Linked DNA regions of Sus scrofa: region 2 is linked to region 1. The links are chromatin contacts, called in public Hi-C maps. All regions are on one chromosome and are shown on one strand. The core of a region is the stretch at or near the end of the contact, and the rest is flanking DNA. Distances in the headings are between cores, read along the strand shown.

What was found. Hi-C and Micro-C count contacts between places; a contact is called where the count stands out from the background.
Region 2: a Hi-C map of subcutaneous adipose tissue shows a contact between it and region 1, with 2.0 times the contacts expected there. The contact joins the enhancer-like site here to the promoter of GALNTL5 in region 1. A contact is called at or near these places in 1 of 5 promoter capture datasets (liver) and 1 of 47 Hi-C or Micro-C datasets (subcutaneous adipose tissue).

What each region holds. Positions count from the first base shown.
Region 1 is chr18:5,472,154-5,479,344 of Sscrofa11.1, forward strand. It overlaps GALNTL5 (inactive polypeptide N-acetylgalactosaminyltransferase-like protein 5), which reads right to left and starts at 2,811. Exons shown (of 11, transcript XM_021078626.1): 1 at 2,244-2,811. It overlaps PRKAG2 (5'-AMP-activated protein kinase subunit gamma-2), which reads left to right and starts at 2,929. Exons shown (of 16, transcript XM_021078611.1): 1 at 2,929-3,891. The coding sequence starts at 3,775.
Region 2 is chr18:5,824,534-5,831,724 of Sscrofa11.1, forward strand. No RefSeq gene overlaps it. Among named protein-coding and RNA genes, the nearest start is that of CRYGN, 12 kb to the right of the region's middle. Within about 2 kb of position 3,003, at least 35 of the 83 cell types and tissues checked have an H3K27ac peak or open chromatin away from gene starts, as enhancers often do. A contact at or near this core is called in subcutaneous adipose tissue, where this site is marked.

The sequences.
Region 1 (7,191 bases), core at 1,561-4,060:
CCTCAGCAGATCAGTGGCAGGGCTGGGAGAGGCCTCAGCTGGTCCTCCTGGAACCTCCTGAAAGCTGGTTCTCATGACAGCCCAGGGCCCTGGCCAATCTCTACTTATGCTTCCATCAATCAGAAGACGGACAGGGCCACCCGAGGGTGAGGCGAAGGAGGTGTGACATTTAAGGGGGTGTCCCAAACTCAGTCATCAAGATAATGTTTCAATGCAATGTTTTTTTATAGGCAAGGCTATGTTCTAATAAGTAATTATCAGCATCTCAGTGGTTTAACCCAATTCAGTCAAGTCTAATGCAAGGTGAGTTGCCCGCCTCCATTTTACTGGGTGGGAACACATGACCTTCAAGATGATAGCAGGAGGGAAAAAGGAAAATGGGGGTGATATCTTACTCTTCATTGCTTGACCCAGAAGTAACGGTACTGATTCTACTCACTCACTGACCAGAATTAATGATGTATTCCTTTCCCAACTGCCAGGACATTCGAAAATGCTGACGACCACATAAATATTTGAGGCCCAATAAGAGGATCATATGCTTGATTTTTTTAGAAAAAAATTATATATGTAAACTTCATACCGAAAAAAAAAAAAAATCAGAGCTTGACATAAAACAGGATCAGTAACAGTGCTCGCTTAGTAATACTGGAGCTTGAGGCCAAAGGCAAAATCAGTCACACTGCCTTTAACATTTTTCTGTTCTGTTCAGCAAATATTCTATTGCATTAATTTTGCAGAAGGGGTCATACATAGATCAGGGCATCGAAAAACAAGAAATATCAGCGTTCATTACACAGTCCTGTGGTCTGGGCGTGCCACTTTTAGCTACTGGCTAAAATAACCGTGCAGCAAGGTGAAGGACAGATGGGGTTTCAAGGGCACCCCAATACAAAACAATCACTATGGCCCTCCATTCTAAGATGCCACTGATGGGAAGATATATGATCCATTCATTAACATCTTTCAGAAGGAAAAAAAAATAGCTGCTGAGCTGCTTCTGACATCATCTATAAGAAATACCCAGATTTCAGAAAAAAAAATGGGGAGCCAAAATAAATAAATAAATAAATAAATAAAACAACCACAACCCAAACCCAAACCAAACAGAAGAGGGACTCTTAAAATGCAAGCAATATGGTCACATGTTTTAATTTAGGATTCCCAGGCAGTAAAGCCTGCACTCAAACTCAGAGAGCAAATGAATGCTATTAATGAATGATCAGGCATATTTTCTGAAATCAACAGGCAAAGGACATATTCTAAGCATCACTAGACAGGGCCCATGAACCGTGACAGGCCTCAGGAAATCCAGTATGAGAAATAACACAGTGGCTTCCTCATTTTGAATCCGTCCCAGGAGGGCCCTCCCCGTGGCTCTCCTGACTTCCCCTCCTAGTTCTCTGTCTCTCCTTCCCAAAGCAGTTGTCAGCAAATGGAGTGATTTGCATGCTTTGGCAAATTATCATTGTGACAGGATTAAAATATTAAGCGGAAAAGATGAAATGTAAATGACAGTGGAGAGTCACTTTGGGTGGGAAAGGGTGGCCTTTAAACCCCATCACATAGACTGAAGAGCCACTCTTCCCCACCTCTAACCAGTGTTTCCAGCATTTCCTGCAATAATGGGGTTGCCCTGAAGTCTGAAATGCAGGCAGCCATTCAGAAAAAGGTCAAGGCGAGAAATTCCACACCTGTGTGTGCTCCTCCAGAGCATCGCAACTTTCAGTCCAGAAAGCACTGCTCCAGGACAAGGAGGGGCTTCGGTTTGGCTCCACTGTGGACTGGGGAGCCGGGAGGAGAAGGAAGACAAACCCACCAGAACCCCCCCGCCCCCCGACTTCTGAACCACGGCACCACCCAGACTGTAGGGAACTGTACACAAGCGGATGGGACTCGGTGAGAAAGGGAAACCTGAATGATGGCTGAGCCAGGGTTCCTTCTGGCTGGGAGGGGGCACTGCCTAAGGAGCGTGCCAGAAGGGGGCTCACCCCTCCTCCCGGGAGGAGAGAACTCGAGAATCCCCGCAACTGGACCGGGGCAAAGACCAGCCTCTCACCGCCCCCATGGCGTTCCCAAAGCGACCTGTGTCCCGTTCTTTCTCGGGTGGCCACCCCGCATCACTGATTATGGGCAGCAGCAGAGCTGACATCAGCATTCAGGGCGCCCAAGTGATTTGGGGGGGTCACCCTATCCTCAGAACCTAGAGGAGGAAGGGAGGCGACTCCCGACAGAGCACTCACCTTGATTTCCAGCCGGGGGCCAGGGTTGCCCCATCCTGGGACCCGCCCAAGGAGGCCACAGCGACACCGGAGAACGCCCCACGGGCCCTGGGCTCGGGGAGGTGCCTCGCCCCGCGGGGCCCCGGCAACTCGGCGGCTAAGCGGGTGGCAGCACGTGGGGGCTCGCCCGGGGTTTCCAGCCCCTCCCCCACCACTTGGTTCTCAGTCTTAGAAACTCCGTGTTTCCCGTGGCGGCGCGGGTTGCTGACTCCGCGCCCGGCGCTTAACGCGGATCCCTTGGTGAAAAAAGCCGGCCGGGGAGGGGTACGGGGCGGTGGGGTTAAAACCCGCACTCCGCCGGCGACACGGACCGCTCCCAGCACGCATTCAAGTCCGCGCGCCGGCGGGGCGGGCCCCCGGGGGCCAAGGTTTTCCGAGAAGCACGCGCGGGTCAGCGCTCATCCCGCCGAGACCCGCGCTTCCGCCGCTGCGGGGTCTGCGGAGCACAGTGCGCGCGTGCGTGTTTCAGGGGGTGAGGCAGAAACAGACACCCGGGGACCAGATGGGGCCCAACCACCTCCGAGCCAGTCCCGCGCCGCCGCGGCCGCAAGGGAGGGGAGCCCCGGCCCGCGGGGCAGGCGACGGCGCGCAGCGGCCCGGGGGCGGCGGGGGGAGCGGGAGAGCGGCGCGGCCGGCTGTGCACTTCCTGTTCGATGCACGCCGCCGTCCACCGCCCCGCGCTCCGCCAGCCTACGTCGGTGCCAGGCCAGGCCCTTCTCTGACCGCTCAGGCCCCGGGGCCGCGGCGCGGCGGGGGGACAGAGCGGGCGCCTGTCTTCGGCTCCCCACGGGGCTCCCGCGCGCCCTCAGACCAGCTGGGCGGCCTCCAGAACTCCGGCTCGCGGCGGCGCGGGAGCCCAATTGCGAGGAGTATTGGCGTTTGCACCTCCTCTTCCCCTCCTCCCTCCCTCCCTCTCGCCCAGAAAGGAGGACGGACCTAGTTCCAGGCTGGGGCTGGTTTATTCTGCGGCCGAGGATTATATGAATATACAAACCATCTCACTCTTCGCCAGATTTTCCAGCCAGGCACAGGCAGAGGAGGGCTGCTTTCCAGATTACCGTTTTTAAATTGCACCTGCCTTTGAGAGCACCTCTGGGAATCGGTGGGAGGAGCCGAAAGGGTGGAAAATGTTGCTTCGCTTTGCAAAAGGAAGAAAACTTTGTCACCCAGCGGGAGACCTCCGCCACGCGTAACCCGGCGAGAGCCCAGAACCAGGACAGCCTTTGGCTTTGATTTTGCATCCGATGAGCTCGTAGGAGGAAGAGGACACGTGAACTCAGCGCTCCCGCCGATAGCCACCCCCGCTGCGTGGCGGCGGCCCGAGATACCTGCACCACCTTCCCTTCCCGCGGAAGTCCCCACGCGGTGTCTTCAGGGTGGAAGAGCAGTGATACAGAGCGCGTGGCTCGAGGGCGACGGCAGGAGCCAGGCTGGGAAGGAGAGGACTGAATTTCAGCAACGAGTCACCCGGAATTAACTTCTGGTTAAAGTTATGGGAAGCGCGGCCATGGACACCAAGAAGAAGAAAGATGTTTCCAGCCCCGGCGGCGGGAGCAGCAGCAAGAAAAATACCAGCCAGAAGAGGCGTTCGCTGCGAGTGCACATTCCGGTGAGTCCCAGCCCCAAAGTCCCCTGCTCCCCACCCTCGCGTCGCCGCCGACCCAGCGCGGAAGCGGTTAATGCGCCGCCCGCGCGCGCTGTGCGTGCCCCTCCTGTCACTTGGGGCGGCTAGGGGAAGGGTGGAGGCGCTGGGCCGCCGTGCCGGGGCTCCATCTCTCCCCCACCCGCGTGCCTAGAGGGCTCGGCGACTGTCTACGGCCGGAGTGGGGGCGGGGGCCGCGGGGCGCAGGGCGGGGGGCGCGGCCGGTGGCGGGCTGGGCGTTGCCCGCGGTCCCGCCGGGTACGGGTGCGGGGGGTGGGGCGGTGCAGTGTTGTTTTGTTGAAAAAGGACGGTGTGGACTGCGCTCCGGGGAGGGGAGGTGGAGTCGCGCGCTGCAGCCAGGGACAGGGGGAGGGGGGCAGTGGGTGGGGACATGGGCGGTGGGGGCGGTGGCTGTGTAGCCGCGCCCTCAAATGGAGCCCCCCCCCCAGTTTCCCTCCCGTGTCTCTCCGCCCGGAGCGGGAGGCCCCTCTGCAGCGAATCCCTTTGCTTGACCCTGGGAGTACATTTCAGGCATTTGGGGGCTCGGGGCTCCCTAAGGTGTACAGGGCCTTCACGAACTGCAGCCCTGGCCATGCGGGCAGCCCGGCCCGGACTTTGGCGACATCGATCTGTTGGTCTGCGTGCAGCTTGACTTTGTCCAGCTGGAGGGAGAGGCGGGCAGGGTCGCGTATGCCCATCCTGCGCCTTGCCAGCCGGCAGCCCCCAACCTTTCCTCGCCTTCCGGTGCTGGGGTGCTCGCTGCGCAGCCCTGGGGAAACACCTAACCAGGTCACACCCCCAGCGCGCGCGCGCGTGCACACACACACACACACACACACACGAAAGCTCCGTGGAGAACCTAATTTTGTCCTCTATTGATCACGGGTCCTGGGCACCAGGTGGAAGTGTGCCACGCGTCCCACCCTCCGACAGCAGCGGGCGGACCCAGGGTGGGGGACTGGCTCCGGAACACTTTCCCACTTTCTGCTGTGAACCCTCTTAGGCACTTCGTTCGTGTTTGTTGACCCAGCTCCTCCTTCCCAGGCCATGTGTGCATAATCCTTGCCAGGAAGGGTAGAGTTCCCAGCAGAGCCCCAGACTTCTGATGGGTACTTTGGGGAGCACCCAGAAGTTGGGAAGGTGGCCAGCCCTCCCTGGCAGGGGCAAGCTCAGGGAGCAGGTGACTGGACCCCCACCAAGGTGATGACCCAAATATGCAGAAATAAGCATTTCTCTGAATAAACATTCTTTTTGAAAATGAGTTATTCCTGTTTACGTTGCTAATCTGTGACGTTTTAAAGCTCATTCGTAAATGAACAGTTAGGCACTGGTGCCACACACCTCCCTTCTGCAGTCGCCACTTTGGCGAGCCATTTAACCGCTCAGCTTCTCTTGTTTGTCGACAAATAATAATTCGGCTTTGCCTACCTTTCTGAGATGTTGGAATAAAAGAATTCATGGGAAAGCTCTTACTAATGCAAAGTGTTGTGTGCATGTATGACTCTTATATCTACATCAGGGCACCGAAGCGAAGAGAGAAAAGAAAACAACAGTTTCTGCGGTCCTGGCCAGATTGTAATCAGGTTGATTGGTGAGGGCGGTCCCCACGGGCGCATGCGTGTGGGGCGTGTTCCACGGGGAGTGCGTGGGGCTAGAGGACTAGATCCAGAACGCGAAGAAGGACCGAGAGGCCAGGCTGTGAAACTGGAATAGCCACGATAGAGTTGAATGCTCTGACCAGCCTTCCTGCTGCGAGGGATGACCGGGGCTGCTTGAGACCGCCTGCTTGGCATGATTCAGCCCTTACAGAAAGTACTGTTCGCTCACTTATGCCAGGACCCGTGGGCAGCGCTGGTTGATGGTGAGATCCGGGGATGGGGGAAGGAGAGGGGCTCTGTCTCTACCCTGGCAGGGCTCGCCTTTGCTTGGGGACCCAGACGTTTTTCCACTAACCAGCTAGGAATTTTACCTGTTGATCCTTGTGCTGGACTAGGTGAGAGTGACACTCTAGCTGGGGACATAGGGCCTCCAGACAGCTGTTAGCAGATGGCCAGGGGCCCAGGATGACCGGTGCAGATGCACCTGCTTCCAGAGCAGAGAGAGGCCGGTGCCCTGGCGTGTTCAGAGAAACATCAGACGCAGAGGTGGCCAGCAGGACAGATGCATGTTAGGGGCATGTCGGGGGTTACCCTGCCAGGGCACCAGCTTGAGCGCTGCATGGAGTCACGGATTTGTTTGGAGGGCTGCTTCCAGGTACCATGAAAAGCCCCTCTTCGTGGAGAGAATCATTCGTGGCTTTGAGAATCAGGCTGCTCAGAAATGGATTGAGGCCAGATTAAGGAGAAGCTTGAGGTTGGAGTGCATGATTTAGCAAATCAAGAGACTAAATGTTCAGTTAAATTAGACTTTTAAAGAAACAGTGAACACCTTTTTAGTATATGAATATCCCAGGTACCATTTGGGATAAACTTATACTAAAAAAAATTATCCATCGTCATCTGAAATCCCAAGTTACCTGAGCATCCTGATCTCTGATAGCCCTCTCTGGAAGGGAGGCCCGGGGAGTGAGGACTGACCCCTGATGCCACTGAGACGCTGCCTCAGATGCCTGGTGTGACCTGAGCCCATCCAGAGTGCACCACAGCCTTGCTGGACAGCTCCGCTCCTCCCCACAGCTTCCCACTGCCTCTTTCTCTCTCCTGAAGGCAACCTCCTGAGTAGCGGCAGTTGGCTCAGCCCGAGTGCAGGCTGGGCTGGAAGAGATAAACTCCTAAACCTAAGTCATTGTTGGGGCAGGAATCTAAACTAGGGAGCAGGAATCCCTGCTGTGGCGCAGTGGGTTAAGAATCTGATTGCAGCAGCTCAGGCCACTGCAGAGGCGTGGGTTTGATCCCCGGCCCGGCGCAGTGGCTTAAAGGATCTGGCATTGCCACAGCTGTCAGTCACAGCTTCGTCTCGGATTCAGTCCCTGGCCTGGGACCTTCCCTATGTCACAGGTCCCATCATAAAAATGAATAAATAAATAAACCAAGTAGCAATTAAAGGTTACGGCAGGCAACGCTTTGGGAGAACTAGCCTGGTTGCAGCGTGCAGAGGGGGTTCCTAGAAAGAGGGGCTGGTGTCAAGGAAACCGATCAAATGCTATGATAAATACCCAGAGAGAAGGGTTTGAGGGGTTGAGCTACAGTCTTGATAAGAGAAAACAAATGAAGCAAGATGAGAGATGGGAGAGCCTTGCTGTCTGGTCAATGGCAAGGGAGACGGCAA
Region 2 (7,191 bases), core at 1,753-4,252, 350 kb after region 1:
TGAGCTTAGGCTGTGTTCCGCGTGTGGCGTTGCAGCAGGGACCTGCAGTGACAGGAGCCTGTTACCTGGAGGTGGTGATGGCCGGTGAGCAGCAGTTCCTGTCCGGGTTTGCTTCACGTCTCCCCTGTGACACCTGCGCCACCCTGCTAATGATGTGTCACCTGAGCTTCTGAAGAAATTCTCGAAACCGCTGGGTTTGACCGAATGGTATTTGACACCGCATTTCATCACTCCTAAGACCTCTCCTCACACTTCGGCACCTGGTGGGACATAGGCAGCCTTAGATTCCTTCAAGTACAGTCCGTGCAGATACGAAACAAGGTGTGTATCCAGCTCCTAATCAAGACAGACTCGAAAGTTGCCTGACAAGTTAAACTGAGTGTGATGGGATTTTGCAGAAACTAAACTGCCCGTTCATTCTCGGCCTTTTCCGCTCTGCCATGTCTCGTGTCTCCCCACCGTGTCATCGCTCGTCACCTTGTCAACTAATCCCGTGGGTCTTTCCCCGTCTCTTGACCCTCCAGCAGCGTTGCCAACTGTTGGCGACTTCCCTTCGAAAGGCCTGTCTCTGCCCTCTGGGCCTCCCAGCTCCCCGCTGGCTGCCTTTGGCTCCTTGGCTCTTTCGTCCTCCCTAACCTGTCAGTGGGCCCTTCCTCCTTCTCTCCTTTCTTGACCGAAATTCATTCCTCCCACCCTGACCCCTGTGGGCTGATCTGGTCTTCGATGTCTCATAGGCATCTCAAGTGTATCATGCCCAAAATTGAATTCTTGATTTTCCCTAAAACCATGGCCTCCCTGACCCCTGTTTCAAGAAATGGCACCATTACCTGCTCGGTCCCAAAGCTAGGAGCTCTTCTCTCCCTTTGCCTTTGTGCCTCTTCCCATCCAGCCAACAAATTCTAAGGGCCTTGCCTTCAAAAATCTTATATGTTGCCCACCTTTCCCCGTCTTCACTGCATACTAGTCTCTTTTTAAAAGCCTGCCCTCCAAACCATCTACACTGCAGCCCAAGTCAGCTTGTTTAAAATAAATTATTTTATGTGACCCCCCTTGCTTTAAATCCTTTAATAGGAATTGTGCCAACTCGAATCCCCAGGCAGCTCATTTTCCAGCTCTGTTTTTGTTTTTGCTTTTTTTTAGAAAAAAGCTTTTTTGTTAGTTTGTCAAATAAATCATCACTGTTTTTTTGTTTGTTTGCTTTTTAGGGCCACACCCACAGCATATGGAGGTTCCCAGGCTAGGGGTCCAATTGGAGCCATAGCTGCCAGCCACAGCCATGCAGGATCCAAGCCATGTCTGTGACCTACACCACAGCTCACAACAACACCGGATCCTTAACCCACTGAGCGAGGCCAGGTTTTGAACTTGCAACCTCATGATTCGTAGTCAGATTCCTTTCTGCTGCGCCACAGCGGGAACTCCCAACCACTGGTTGTTTTTGACGAACGCCGCCAGGGAAAGGCAGGGCAAACAAAGATAAGCCTTGTGGGTGGGGTTTTCCAGGGAACTGCCAGGCTCTGCAGGTTATGACACTTCTGAGCCCCGGCTGGAGACAGCGGTGACCCTCCAGGGCCTGTGCAGTAGCTGTTGAATGGATGCTAATCGGAGCCCTTCCGAGGGGTGGCCTCTAGGCAGCTTCCTTGGAATCGGACCTGTGTCCGCTGCCACGGGGCTAAAACCACTCACCAGCCACACGCTGCCCTGGGATGGCCTTTGTCGAACCTTGGGTCCCCCCTCATCGGCTCATAACAAGGAAGGCGCAGTACCACCTGGTGGCCGTTAGCATCGTCAGCCTCGGCCTCCAGACTCCTGGTTAACAGGAAGTCCAAGGACCCAGAAGATGCCACTGCCTTTTAGATCTTCGTCTAAATGGAAACAAGGTTTAACAAGCCCTGGAGAAGTCTGGACTCCTGAGAAATAGCTCCGGCTCCCGGGGGAGAGGCACGCAGGCAGGAGGCCTCCGGGCGCCCTCATTACCCCAGGTCACCGAGACTGTTGTGCAGATAACAGAGGCCGCCACCACGGCTGTGCCAGCAGAAAACCAGGATGCCCTCAGGGGCAGTCTCAGAAGATGCCCCGCCGTTTGCTCCTTCGCCTCCCCAACGGGGGAAAGTTTTACCTGAAGCAAAAAAAAGCTCTTTACGTTGAGTAGAATGTCTGTGTTACCATCCTTGCCTTTCCGTACCGTTGACAGCTTCCTAGGATGGCCAGGGAAGCCTGCTCTGAAGTCAGGGCTGCGGAGATGTGGAGGGGCCAAGAGCATCCGTTTTCAGAGGAGGCACCTGTTTCCAGAGGGAGCCCCAAGCACCTAGTTCACCATTGTTTGCAGGACACCACGTGTGAACACAGCCGTGAGTCTGACCCCCAGTACCCACGGGGAAGCCCAGGTGGAACAGCAGACTAAGACTCGGAACCTAGCAGTTGTGATCCCAAGGCCGCAGCTAATGTGTGTCCTCGGGCCCCTCCCTTAGAGCCTCTGGTCTTGATTCCTTTATCTAGAAAACTCCCTTGGCCAGGGATCGTCGTAATGGCCCCTAGTGTGAAAACCCTAGCCGGTTCCAAAGCCGTGTACACATCACAGGGCAGACAGCTTGTCCCCTTGGACTGAGCAGGGACCTCGGTCCTTCCTCGGGGACACCTCACACTCGAAGTCCCCTCTAGCACCCATGTCCCATGACAGCCTAGAAAATGGCCTTGGCTTATCCCTTCTTTCTGTTTCTTATCCTCGCCCACAGCATACACAAGGTCTCAGGCTAGGGGTTGAACCCACCCAACAAACTCGCACTGCAGCAGGGATGGCACCAGATCCTTATCGCACTGAGCCACCAGGGGACTCCTGGCCTGTCCTTTTAAGGTACACATTTTCTCAAAGAGCAGAGGCTTCTGGAAGTACTATGACCTTGGCCATCAAGCCCTTTCACCCAGTTCTTGCTGCTGCTCAAGAAAGGCCCGGGCAGAGCTTTGCTTTATTACTTCCAAAAACCAAACAGCCCTGCTCCCACAGGGAGAGCCGCCTTCTGCGTGAGCTGCTGGCTCCTGGTGTTCTCTTGTAATCCCTCCCCTGCTCCCATCTTTATCAGATCAGCAAAGAATCCAAGTCCAGCCACACGGTAATCTCTGGCTTTGGTGTGTGGTATGGCCATGAGGTTGACATGTCCTGAACTTTACCCTAAAAGGCTTAAGCAGAGGGCCAGCCTGGTGTTGACAGCTGGTGCAGCTGGAAAGGTTACATTCCTCGGCTCTGACGTGTGGATTTTTATTATCCCACAGCAGACATCATTCAGAGGCACCACTTTTTCTGTGCCTGTAACTGGAGCATCGAGTGAAGTTGTAAAATGGTGGGAGCAGCTCCAAGTTGGCCACCGACTCCCCCGCGATGCCTGCAGGGGTGGCTCATCTGCCGGCCGCTGGTTCTCAAAACTCTGACAAGCTCCAGAGCCTGGGGGGCTGGGGAGAACAGCCGGGGTGGGGGTGGGGTGGGGTGCTCGCCCCCAGAGTTTCTGATTCTGCAAAGACGTCTCGATTTCTGGCAAGTTCCAGGGCGGCTGCGGCTGGTGGTAGTTCAGGAACCACATTTTCGCAACCACTGACTTAAGTGATGGTACCTGAGTATCATGAGTGGGAGCTACGTCACTACAGGACTCAGCGGGGGTAGGGTGACCAACTGCCCCGGTTTGCCTGGGACGTGGGGGCCTCTTACAGGGTGAAAGCTGTCCTCCAAAAAGTGCGTTGTCGTCCTGATCCCCAGCCCCTGCGAAGGTGGCTCTATTTGGAAATAGGGTCTTTGCAGGTGGAATTATGGAGGTCAGGCTGGAGTGACCAGTGACCTTAGAAAAAGAGGGAATTTGGACTCAGATGTGCATAAGGAAGGAGCCCTGTGAAGACAGGCAGAGACGTGTGATGCAGCTCCGTGCCATGGGACGCCAAGGATTGCCAGCCACCACCAGCAGCTGGAGAACATGGAACAGATTCCCCTCTGAGCCTCCAGGGAGGGACCAAGCCTGCCAACCCCTGGATTTGGGACTTCCGGCCTCTGCAACAATGAGATCACTTTTCTGTTGTTTTAAGCCGCCCCATTTGTGATACTTGTTAATGGCCTCCCTCAGGGGTCCTGCAAGGTCGGACTTTCCGCTCTGAAAACTAAGACGGTTCCTGGCAAAACAGAACAAGTTGGTCATCGGAAGCATACAGAACCTAAACGGAGAGTTCCCTGGTAGCTCCATGGGTTAAGGATCCAGCGGTGTCACTGCTATGGAGCAGGTTCAATCCCCGGCCTAGGAACTTCCTCATGCTTCGGGCTCAGCCAACATCAAATAAAAATGAACCTGAATGGCACGTGGCCACAACTCAAGTTTGCAGAGCAGGAAGCTGATGCCTAGAGAAGCTGTGACCTGCTGTCCTGGTCCGCTCGGGCCACGCTCACAGAACACCACAGACCAGGGGACCCTTAACAACAGAGGCTTATTTCTCACCGTTGGAGGCTGGGAAGCCCAAGACCCGGGCACCAGCAGACGGTGTCGGGCGAGGCCTGCTTCCTGGCTCTCATGGTCCTCGGGTGGCAGGAAGGACAGGGAGCTCTCTGGGTCTCTATAAGGCACTATCCCATTTGTGAGGCTTCACCCTCATGACTTTGCACCCCCAAAGACCTCACCTTTGAACACCCCCACATTAGGGGGTAGGATTTCAGCATATGAACTTGGGGGACACAGCAGCCCTTCTGTGACACCTGCAAAGGGCCACCTCGCATGTGTGTGAGAAGCAAGACTGGAACACAAGCTTTCTAAGAGTGGACCACGGTCCCCAGAGGTGTCACATCCATGACTGCATACACACGTGTACACGCACGAGTGCGTGATCCCTCAGGGTGGAGGTGGGGTTGCTTCACGCAGGTTCAGACTCAGTGGGTCTGCCGTGGAGACCTAGATCCTGCATTTCTGACGAGTGCAAGGTGACACTGCTGGATGGAGGCCACTCTGCCTTGGGAAGATGCAGCCCCTGGAGTAAAGAAACGATCTCCGGGGAGTTCCCGTCGTGGCACAGTGGTTAACGAATCCGACTAGGAACCATGAGGTTGTGGGTTCGATCCCTGCCCTTGCTCAGTGGGTTAACGATCCGGCGTTGCCATGAGCTGTGGTGTAGGTTGCAGACGCGGCTCGGATCCCGCGTTACTGTGGCTCTGGCGTAGGCCGGTGGCTACAGCTCCGATTCAACCCCTGGCCTGGGAACCTCCATATGCCGCGGGAGCGGCCCAAGAAATAGCAACAACAACAACAACAAAAAAAGACAAAAGACAAAAAAAAAAAAAAAAAAAAAGAAAAAAGAAACGATCTCGGGGAGTTCCCATCCTGGTGCAGAGGAAATGAATCTGACTAGGATCCATGAAGATGCAGGTTTGATCCCCGGCCTCGCTCAGTGGGTTAAGGATCCAGCATTACCATGAGCTGTGGTGTAGGTCACAGATACGGTTCGGATCCTTCATTGTTGCGGCTGGGGTGTAGGCCGGCGGCTACAGCTCCGATTCGACCCCTAGCCTGGGACCCTCCATATGCCGCCAGTGCAGCCCTAGAAAAGATTTTTAAAAAGAAAAAGAGAAGCGATCTTGGGCTGATGGCTTGGGAGGCGGGGGACCCACGTTCTTGCCCTTGCTCTGCCACCAGGTCAGTCCACACTTCTGGATTCACCTTTTCTTCCATCTGCAAAATGAAGAAGCTGCAGCAGATGCGTGTTCTCCCGCTGGATTCAGATGTTCCACTACGAAAGGAAAAGGTCCCAACATTTAGACAAAAACAAAAATTTTTTTCTACCTCAAAGTTATTGTTCCCAGTAGGTAGCACCTGCAGCCAGTTGTCTGGGTGATTTAACCCGGAATAACATCTATTTGAAGGGGCCGCCGGGGGTTCAGGCGAAGGTACTGAGGGAGTGGAGTGCTGGGCGGCCCGGGGTCCCCCAGGGGGGTTGGCTCTGTCGCCCCCTAGAGTCCGAGGAAGGCGCGGACATCTGGGCCTTTCCCTTTCTCCGCTGCAGCCTGGGTCGGGGGTTGGTTCGCAGTCCTCGGCTAGTGACCAGGGAGCTTGTCCATGGATTCTTCTCTCACCTTCCGAGATTCCTTCTCGGGTTTTCGGGATAAGGGGTGATCTGAAAGCGGGGGGGGGGGGCAGAGGGCAGGGAGCAGGTGCTCCGCGTGTTAACATCTCAAAGCTTCACAAGGAAAGGGGGGTGACAAGGAGCCCCTGGGTGTCCCCGGCCCCAAGTCCACGAGCATGGCTCCGCCAAAAGGCCCCTGCGTGGAAGGCCCTTCCTCTCCCCACAGATCCCAGCACTGAGAGTGGCCATGGGGTGGCATCTCCTCTCAGGCTCCTGGCACCTGCCGAATGACTGGCCACCAACAGTTCCGTTTTACCTTTCCTGGGGCGGTTCCCCACCCCCCACCAAGGTGCCAAAAGTGGCTGTCCCCAGGCACAGGGAGCTGGTTGTGGCCTCTGCGGGGAGATGCAATTCCATCCCTTCTGTTTACTGCCGCTCTGTGATGCACCGCTTGGGCGAAGCTTCCTGAGCAGGGAGAAACCAGGGGAAAGTTCTCTCCAGGAGAGACTGACCTGCTGATGGGCTGCCAGCTTCCTTTTCTGGGATGAGGTGAGGGAGGCCAGGGAAACAAGAAGCCACGGAGGACAGCATCTGAGCTCTGATGCCTGAGGGACAGAAGACAGAGCCAACTGGTCCCGTAACTGGGACAGGGGACACACCCCAGTCTTGGGAAGCCAGGAAAGGGCCACCTGCCCACTGGCAGTCCAGAGACGGCCTCCTCTTAGCGTTTCCTCCTGCTCAGATGAGGGCACTCCTGCGGCAGCCTAACGGGAAGCAGGTTAGAGGGAGGAGCCAACTCAGGTCCAACGCATCCAGAAGGGACCAAGCTCTACATGCAAATGTTCAAGAAACTCACATTGTTACATTAGCAATGGAAAGAGGATGGACAGAACACTTTAAAACAATTATTTTTCTGGAGTTCGTGGCGCAGTGGTTAACGAATCCGACTAGGAACCATGAGGTTGCGGGTTCGGTCCCTGCCCTTGTTCAGTGGGTTAATGATCCGGCGTTGCCATGAGCTGTGGTGTAGGTTGCAGACGCGGCTCGGATCCCGCGTTGCTGTGGCTCTGGCGTAGGCCAGTAGCTACAGCTCCGATTCGACCCCTA